2 separate regions of the Mus musculus genome follow, and region 1 is linked to region 2. Evidence: chromatin contacts called from public HiChIP or PLAC-seq data. All regions are on one chromosome and are shown on one strand. Each heading gives the region's core, a stretch centred on a gene start, on an enhancer-like site or on the middle of the called end of the contact. The rest is flanking DNA. Distances are from core to core; before and after follow the strand shown. Region 1 overlaps Upf1 (UPF1 regulator of nonsense transcripts homolog (yeast)). Region 2 holds the start of Ncan (neurocan).

Region 1 (2,852 bases), core at 155-2,654, 220 kb before region 2:
GAAGGGGCCAGGATTGCCTTGGGCCTGTGCCACTCAGGCATCTGTGTTGCCCTCACACTAACCAAACCTGAAAGCTGCAGGCCAGTACTGACTGTTGATGTTTGGGCTTTTCCAGTTACTGTGGAATCCATGATCCTGCCTGCGTGGTTTACTGTAATACCAGCAAGAAGTGGTTCTGCAATGGCCGAGGAAATACTTCTGGCAGGTAGCTGACAGCCATGCATGTGTGTTTAATCAGCAACACTAGGGCTGCTGTGAGTTACGGTGTTGTTGGAGCAAAGCTGGAATGAGATGGTGCTGGTGAACCTGGGCTCCCCCTTTGACTGGTGTAACTTGAAACAGATGGTGGCGTGTGAACGCTTCGACATGTTTATCCTTGATTGATTCTCTGCCTCGCTCATTATGTGAGGAGTTTGGCTTAATTCTGTTCTCAGGCTGTGCCTGCCTCTCATGAAATGAGGCTGGCATGGCCTGCCTGTCCTTGTTCCTGGGAGGTTGAGGGCATCCAGCTGAGCCAGTTGACTTGATTGTCTCTGGAACCAATGGTTCAAGATCCTAAGTCATTAGGAACAACTAGACTCATCCCTATATCATGCTGGCTCTCCATGCAAGTGTCAGTAAACACTGTTGGAGAGAAACAACTGAGCCAGGTGTGCCTGTTTCCCACTGCCACCAGGGGTGTGGCTTGTTTCTGAGGACATTCTGTAAAAAGAATGCCACAGAAGGTTGTAGGTACCAGGTCTACAGTGAGGCAGGGATTATCATCTTTAAAAGATCTTAAAGTCACTTTCAGGGACCAAGACATCCCATTCTCAGAAGGAGGAGTAAGACCTACAAAGCTAAGAATGGCTGGATGGTCACTACAGTGGGGGTTTCATGGGATCATACAGAAAGACAACTAAGACAGTCAGGAAGAACTGGCAGAGCCTGTGGGCCCTGAGGTGGCCAGCCAATGTGGGCCACTATTGGGGTAGGCCATGTCCTCATATGTGACGGGGAAGGGATGGGAGCTATGGTCCTTAGGGCAGCTCCTTGCTATAGAGACCAGGAGGTGACCTGTTTGTTTAAATAGGCATGGAAAAAGAGGACCTGGAAGGAGCCATTTTTGCTGAGCATGGCTGCCAGAGGTTAAGTTAGCACCATGTGCTGGGGCTAGAGAAAGAGGAAATGGAGGGGTTGTGTGAGTCAGTGAACAAGCGAGCGGGGCTGAGGCTCCCTGGGCACCTGTGCCCCTGAGGTGTGACCATCTGGCCTGTGCTGACAGACCATGAGCAGTACTGGACATTTTGCATGGGGTAGCCGACCTGGAGGTGCCGAGAAGCCAAGCTTGGGGTGTTAACTGCGATGGTTTCCTGGTCTCAGCCACATTGTGAATCACCTCGTGAGGGCAAAATGCAAGGAAGTGACGCTGCACAAGGACGGGCCTCTGGGCGAGACCGTGCTGGAGTGCTACAACTGTGGCTGCCGCAACGTCTTCCTGCTGGGCTTCATCCCTGCGAAGGCCGACTCTGTGGTGGTGCTGTTGTGCAGGTGAGCTGCCTGCAGCAGGGCTGGGCTGGAGAGGACAGTGTCTGCTGGGACCAAGTTCTGTGTGTATTCTGGTCAAATTAGAAAATGAAGTCTGGCCTGATGTGGTAGTGTACACTTTTAACTTCAGCCCTGGGGAGGCAAAGGCAGAAGTTTCTCTGAGTTCAAGGCCAGCCTGGTCTACAAAGAGAGGCCAAGGCCAGCCAGGGCTACCCAGTTAGAACCTGTCTGAAAAACTGAAAGAAGGAAAGTGACAGGTCTGCTGTGAACTGAGGCCAGAGCTGGGCGTGCAGATGCTGCTGCTGCCTTCTGGCTAGTTTGAGGCCTCCTGGGCCAGGTCCCAACCCTCTCTCCTGCCCCACACCTGCACAGGCAGCCCTGTGCCAGCCAGAGCAGCCTGAAGGACATCAACTGGGACAGCTCACAGTGGCAGCCCCTAATCCAGGACCGGTGCTTTCTGTCATGGCTGGTCAAGATTCCCTCTGAGCAGGAGCAGCTGCGAGCACGGCAGATCACGGCACAGCAGATCAACAAGCTGGAAGAGCTCTGGAAGGTGAGCCACTCATAGACAAAAGAAAAGTAACGTGGCAAGCCTCACACTGGGCAGGAGATATTGGGGGTGGGGGTGGGGACATGACCTAGGGCTCTGCAGGGGACATAGTGGATGGTCTGAGTAATTGGGTTAGGCTGTTATGAGATTCCTACTCCAAGGAGCACCTGTCCTTATCCCTAATGACAAGTCAGGGTTCCAGATTAGGTTGGAGTTCTGTTCTGGCTAGCTTTAGACTCTGACCTTGTTTTCCAAATGTGACTAGGGGTGTCAGTTGAGCACCCTCTAACCAGGAATCCCAAGTAGTATTGGATAGAAACCTTCTAAGCTTGTCCAGCTTAGTCTCTTTGCACTTGGGTGGTCAAGTTCCAGTTACCTCAGTATGCCCAGGTTCTCTGCTCTCTGTCTCAGTGAGGCTCACAGAGGGCAGTTGGTCCCAGAGGAGGTATGTTGCTACAGGATATGAGAGAGGGACTTGGCTCACTGGGAGAATCATGAGACTCTGACAGCCGAATCTGGGGCTCCAGATGGGCCTGAGTATTGTGCTGGGCTGTGGGGGTGCTGTTGCCAGGTTTATTGGGGTTAGAATGGTGTTGAGTATGCCAGGGCCATCAGAACAGTAGGCTCAGCGCAGGCCCCGGCACAGTGGCCACTCTCCACCTACGAGGGTTTGTGCTGAGAGGCCTTGGCTTGCTTCTGAGCTCTTGATCACTGGCTGCCAGGACGAACACAGCACTATTCTTGGCCATAGGAAAATCCTTCAGCCACTCTGGAG
Region 2 (3,296 bases), core at 390-2,889:
TGGAGAGCTGATGGGCTGACCAGTTCAGATATCTCTCAGGTCCAAATCCAGGACTTTGAATGAGCCCACAACAACATCTACCCCATCAATGATCTGCTGGAGTGCATGAAGGGGCTGATCCTACAGATCCAACACTACAGGGTCTCCATGTCAAAAGGCAACAACAAGGTCTCCAAGAGGAGTCCTGGCAAGCATCCAGTATTAATAGAATAAGAAGCCAGAGGCTTCAAACCAGACCAACAAGTCACTACAATGAACATTTGCAAGTGAAGAAGTGTGGACAAAGGGTCTGCTATGGGACACACTGTGGCACACTACAGCTTCCATGATGAGATTTCCTTCTCCTCTGTTGGGGGAAGGTTGCAAGGGTGGAGGGCAGGTACGGAAGAGAGGGAGAGGGGTGGGGTTGGGGTGCATGATGTGAAATTCACAAAGAGCCAATGAAAAGTTTTCTTTTTAAAAAAGACACAGGGCTTCACCTGTCTCTGTCCTCACTGAAGTTATAGGAATGTCACTGTACACTAATTCTGTGTGGGTGTTTGGGGACTCAGGTCCTCATGCATGTGAGGTAAGCGCTTCATCCACTGAGCCATCTCTTGAGGTCCCCTCCCCTCAGGACTGCTTTTGAGGCTAGGATCTCACGTAGCCCAGGCTGGTCTCCAATTGGGTAAGTAGCTGGGGATGACCCTTAAACTCCTGATCCTCTGTCTTCCTCTCCCAAGTGCTGGGGTTTCAGTCATGCACTTCCATACTACGCCTGGTTTATGAAGTGCTGGAGGTCAAACCCAAGGTTTCCGGCATGCTAAGCAGCACCCTACCTACCAACTGAACCACATCCCCAGCCCCTAAAATCTTGGCTTTTAAAGAACAGGTGTGAAAATGGCACATATGCTCCTGCCCAAAGTAGGAGCATCGTAAACACGTGACCCTGGTGTGCACCATTAAGCAATGATAAGAAAAGGCGAATGAATGAGTGAATGAATGAATGAATGAATGAATGAATGAATGAATGAGATGAATAGGGCAGAGCTGCTGGAGCAGTTCTGCAGTTAACACATCCAGACTTGGTCCCTGATGATTTAACATTTTCTATCATATTTATTTATTTATTTGGTGTGGGGTTGTGGAGGTCAGAGGACAAGTTGCAGGAGTCACGTCTCTCCATCCACCCTGTAGGTCACAGGGATTGAACTCGGGTCCTTGAGCTTGGCAGCAAACATTTACTGCTGAACAAAGGCTATTACTGTCATCTCACGGGCTCCTTGGTGACTTTTAGCAGCTGTGTGACCCAGTGGGTCCTCCGAGCCCATTTCTGTTCTAGAAATGGTTAACTGTCTTTGGAACCTTGGGGAATCGAGTTTGAATCCCCACTCTGCCCTTTCCTTCTGAGTGATCTTGGCAAACACTCTTACATCCATGAGGCTCAGTTTTCCCACCTGTAAATCGGAGCAGGTGGCCTCATGAGGCATACTGGAGTCATTTAATGGGGTACCTAAGAGCTCAAAGAGAAGGGGGCGGAGTCAGGTGTAGCCAGCCCCTGGACTGTGTCCGGACAGACGTGAAAGGAATCTCAGGCAAGCCAGCTGGAGGCCAGGGGCTGCGCATGCGCAGAGCATCCCTGTGCTCCTTTATAAGTGAGGAGGCTGCGCCTGGCGTGCTGAGCGCCTGGGCTCTAGGGCTGAAGAAACACCGGGAGCGGGGCGTCGCGTCCTTTGTGCCCGGAACCGTGGGGATGTGTTCGCGCTAAGGAGCCAGGTGTGGGGGGGCCGGAAGGAGGGGGGCAACAGAAAATAGGGCTTGGGGAGGACTGACCAGAATGAAGGGGAAGCCCCCTCCTCGATGAAAATGGGCAGGGAACGATGGGGGAGGGGAACCAAGTTTGGGGGGCCTGAGTGCATGAGGGGCGGCCTTAAGGGTGTTGGGAATGGAAGGGAGTCTTGAATGAAAAGACTTTCCCATCTCTGGTAGGGAGGATCCCTGGCTGCATATAGTTCTCTGGATCAAGCAGGAGGTGCTGAAAGCTAGGGCTAGGGGAGGGGTACCCCGAGTTTGGAATAAAGACAAGCTGGGAACTTGAAATGGGGACCTCCAATTTACACATGAATGGAAGGCTGTGGTGGGGAAAGGGTCCCCCAATTTAAGAGTGTGTGTAGCAGAGTCTCTTCCCTGGAAAAGGAAGTCAGACAGGTCTCTGTCCTCTTACTGCATCCTGAGCTAAGAAGGAGGCTCAGACACCCATCCTAAGAGTCACCCTGGTTTTCTAACAGATAAGGAGTTGGGGTGCAGTCCCTTTCCCCAGTAAGCATGTTTACTGTCCTGGCTAATGCTGGGTGTGGGTTCTGGTATGCCCCAAAATGGATGTTCAGGACCTGGATGGACCCTGTGAGGGGACAGGACCCCCCAGATGCCTCACATCTCCATGTAATCTCAGCACTCCACCCCAGTGCTTCACCCCCAGTCTACCTGTATGGTGCATTTTAAAACTCTCTTTGGATGATCAGGTGGTAGAAGGGAAGGGACCCAGTGCTTGGGTATAGGAGTGACCCCCGTGCATACACCACAGTGTGGCTTTGTTCATTCTAAGTGTGTTTGGGATAAAGCCAGGCTGAGGCAGTCCAGGATGGGTGACATGTGGGGACCAGTTAGGAAGGTATGAATTCATACATTGTGCCATCCCAGACTCTGGCAGTCTCGGTGATCCCTGGCCGTCCCTACAGGGAGACAAGGAAGGTTTTCACCCCAGGAATCGGGGGTCTTTGTGTGTCAACGAGCTATGAGGAGAGGCATGTCTAGGGTCTCCTGTGACTGATATAACTGCTAACAGTGTCTTTTGTTACAAAACTATGCTGGGGCCACATTATCAGTGGCCCTGCATCGGTCACCAAGGCCACATGCATCCCAGGGCTGGTGTGGCAGCCTGTGGGAGGAGCCAGACCTGGTGAACGGATTCGTTAGGGGCTTCAGCAGAGGGCTCCAGATTGTGGGTGTCTTTGTGTAGAGGTCGCGCAGCCTACTCCGCCAACACAGGCATGGTTCCCTTTGTTAATGTCCCTGAAAGTCTCTGTGTGTGTCTCTCCTGGGGTGTGTCTTGTGAATAGGGAAAGGGGATTCAGAGCATGGGAGTGCAAACCTGAGGAGCCACAGTGGGCACGGAGGCCAGGGTGGAGGTCCTCAGCTTGGCTTCCTTTCTTCTCCAGTGTTCTACACTCATGCACACACATCCAGTGTGAGTCTCGGGCCAGGAACCCTCAGTGTGTGCAAGAGTGTGTGCATACATGCGTGTGGCTTTCCTCGCC

What was found. HiChIP or PLAC-seq counts read pairs in DNA pulled down with a chosen protein or histone mark.
Region 1: a contact with region 2 is called in an H3K27ac HiChIP or PLAC-seq map of microglia, with 5 times the contacts expected there. The contact joins the enhancer-like site here to the promoter of Ncan in region 2. A contact is called at or near these places in 3 of 39 promoter capture datasets (the C10 cell line, liver and pre-B cells), 1 of 115 datasets of contacts at active chromatin or transcription factors (microglia) and 2 of 9 other capture datasets (liver and pancreatic islet).

The regions. Positions count from the first base shown.
Region 1 is chr8:70,340,688-70,343,539 of GRCm38.p6, reverse strand. It overlaps Upf1 (UPF1 regulator of nonsense transcripts homolog (yeast)), which reads left to right. Exons shown (of 24, transcript NM_030680.3): 3 at 116-205; 4 at 1,363-1,530; 5 at 1,900-2,080; 6 at 2,829-2,852. Among named protein-coding and RNA genes, the nearest start is that of Upf1, 11 kb to the left of the region's middle. Within about 2 kb of position 1,404, at least 52 of the 459 cell types and tissues checked have an H3K27ac peak or open chromatin away from gene starts, as enhancers often do. A contact at or near this core is called in microglia, where this site is marked.
Region 2 is chr8:70,119,187-70,122,482 of GRCm38.p6, reverse strand. Ncan (neurocan) reads left to right here and starts at 1,639. Exons shown (of 15, transcript NM_007789.3): 1 at 1,639-1,755.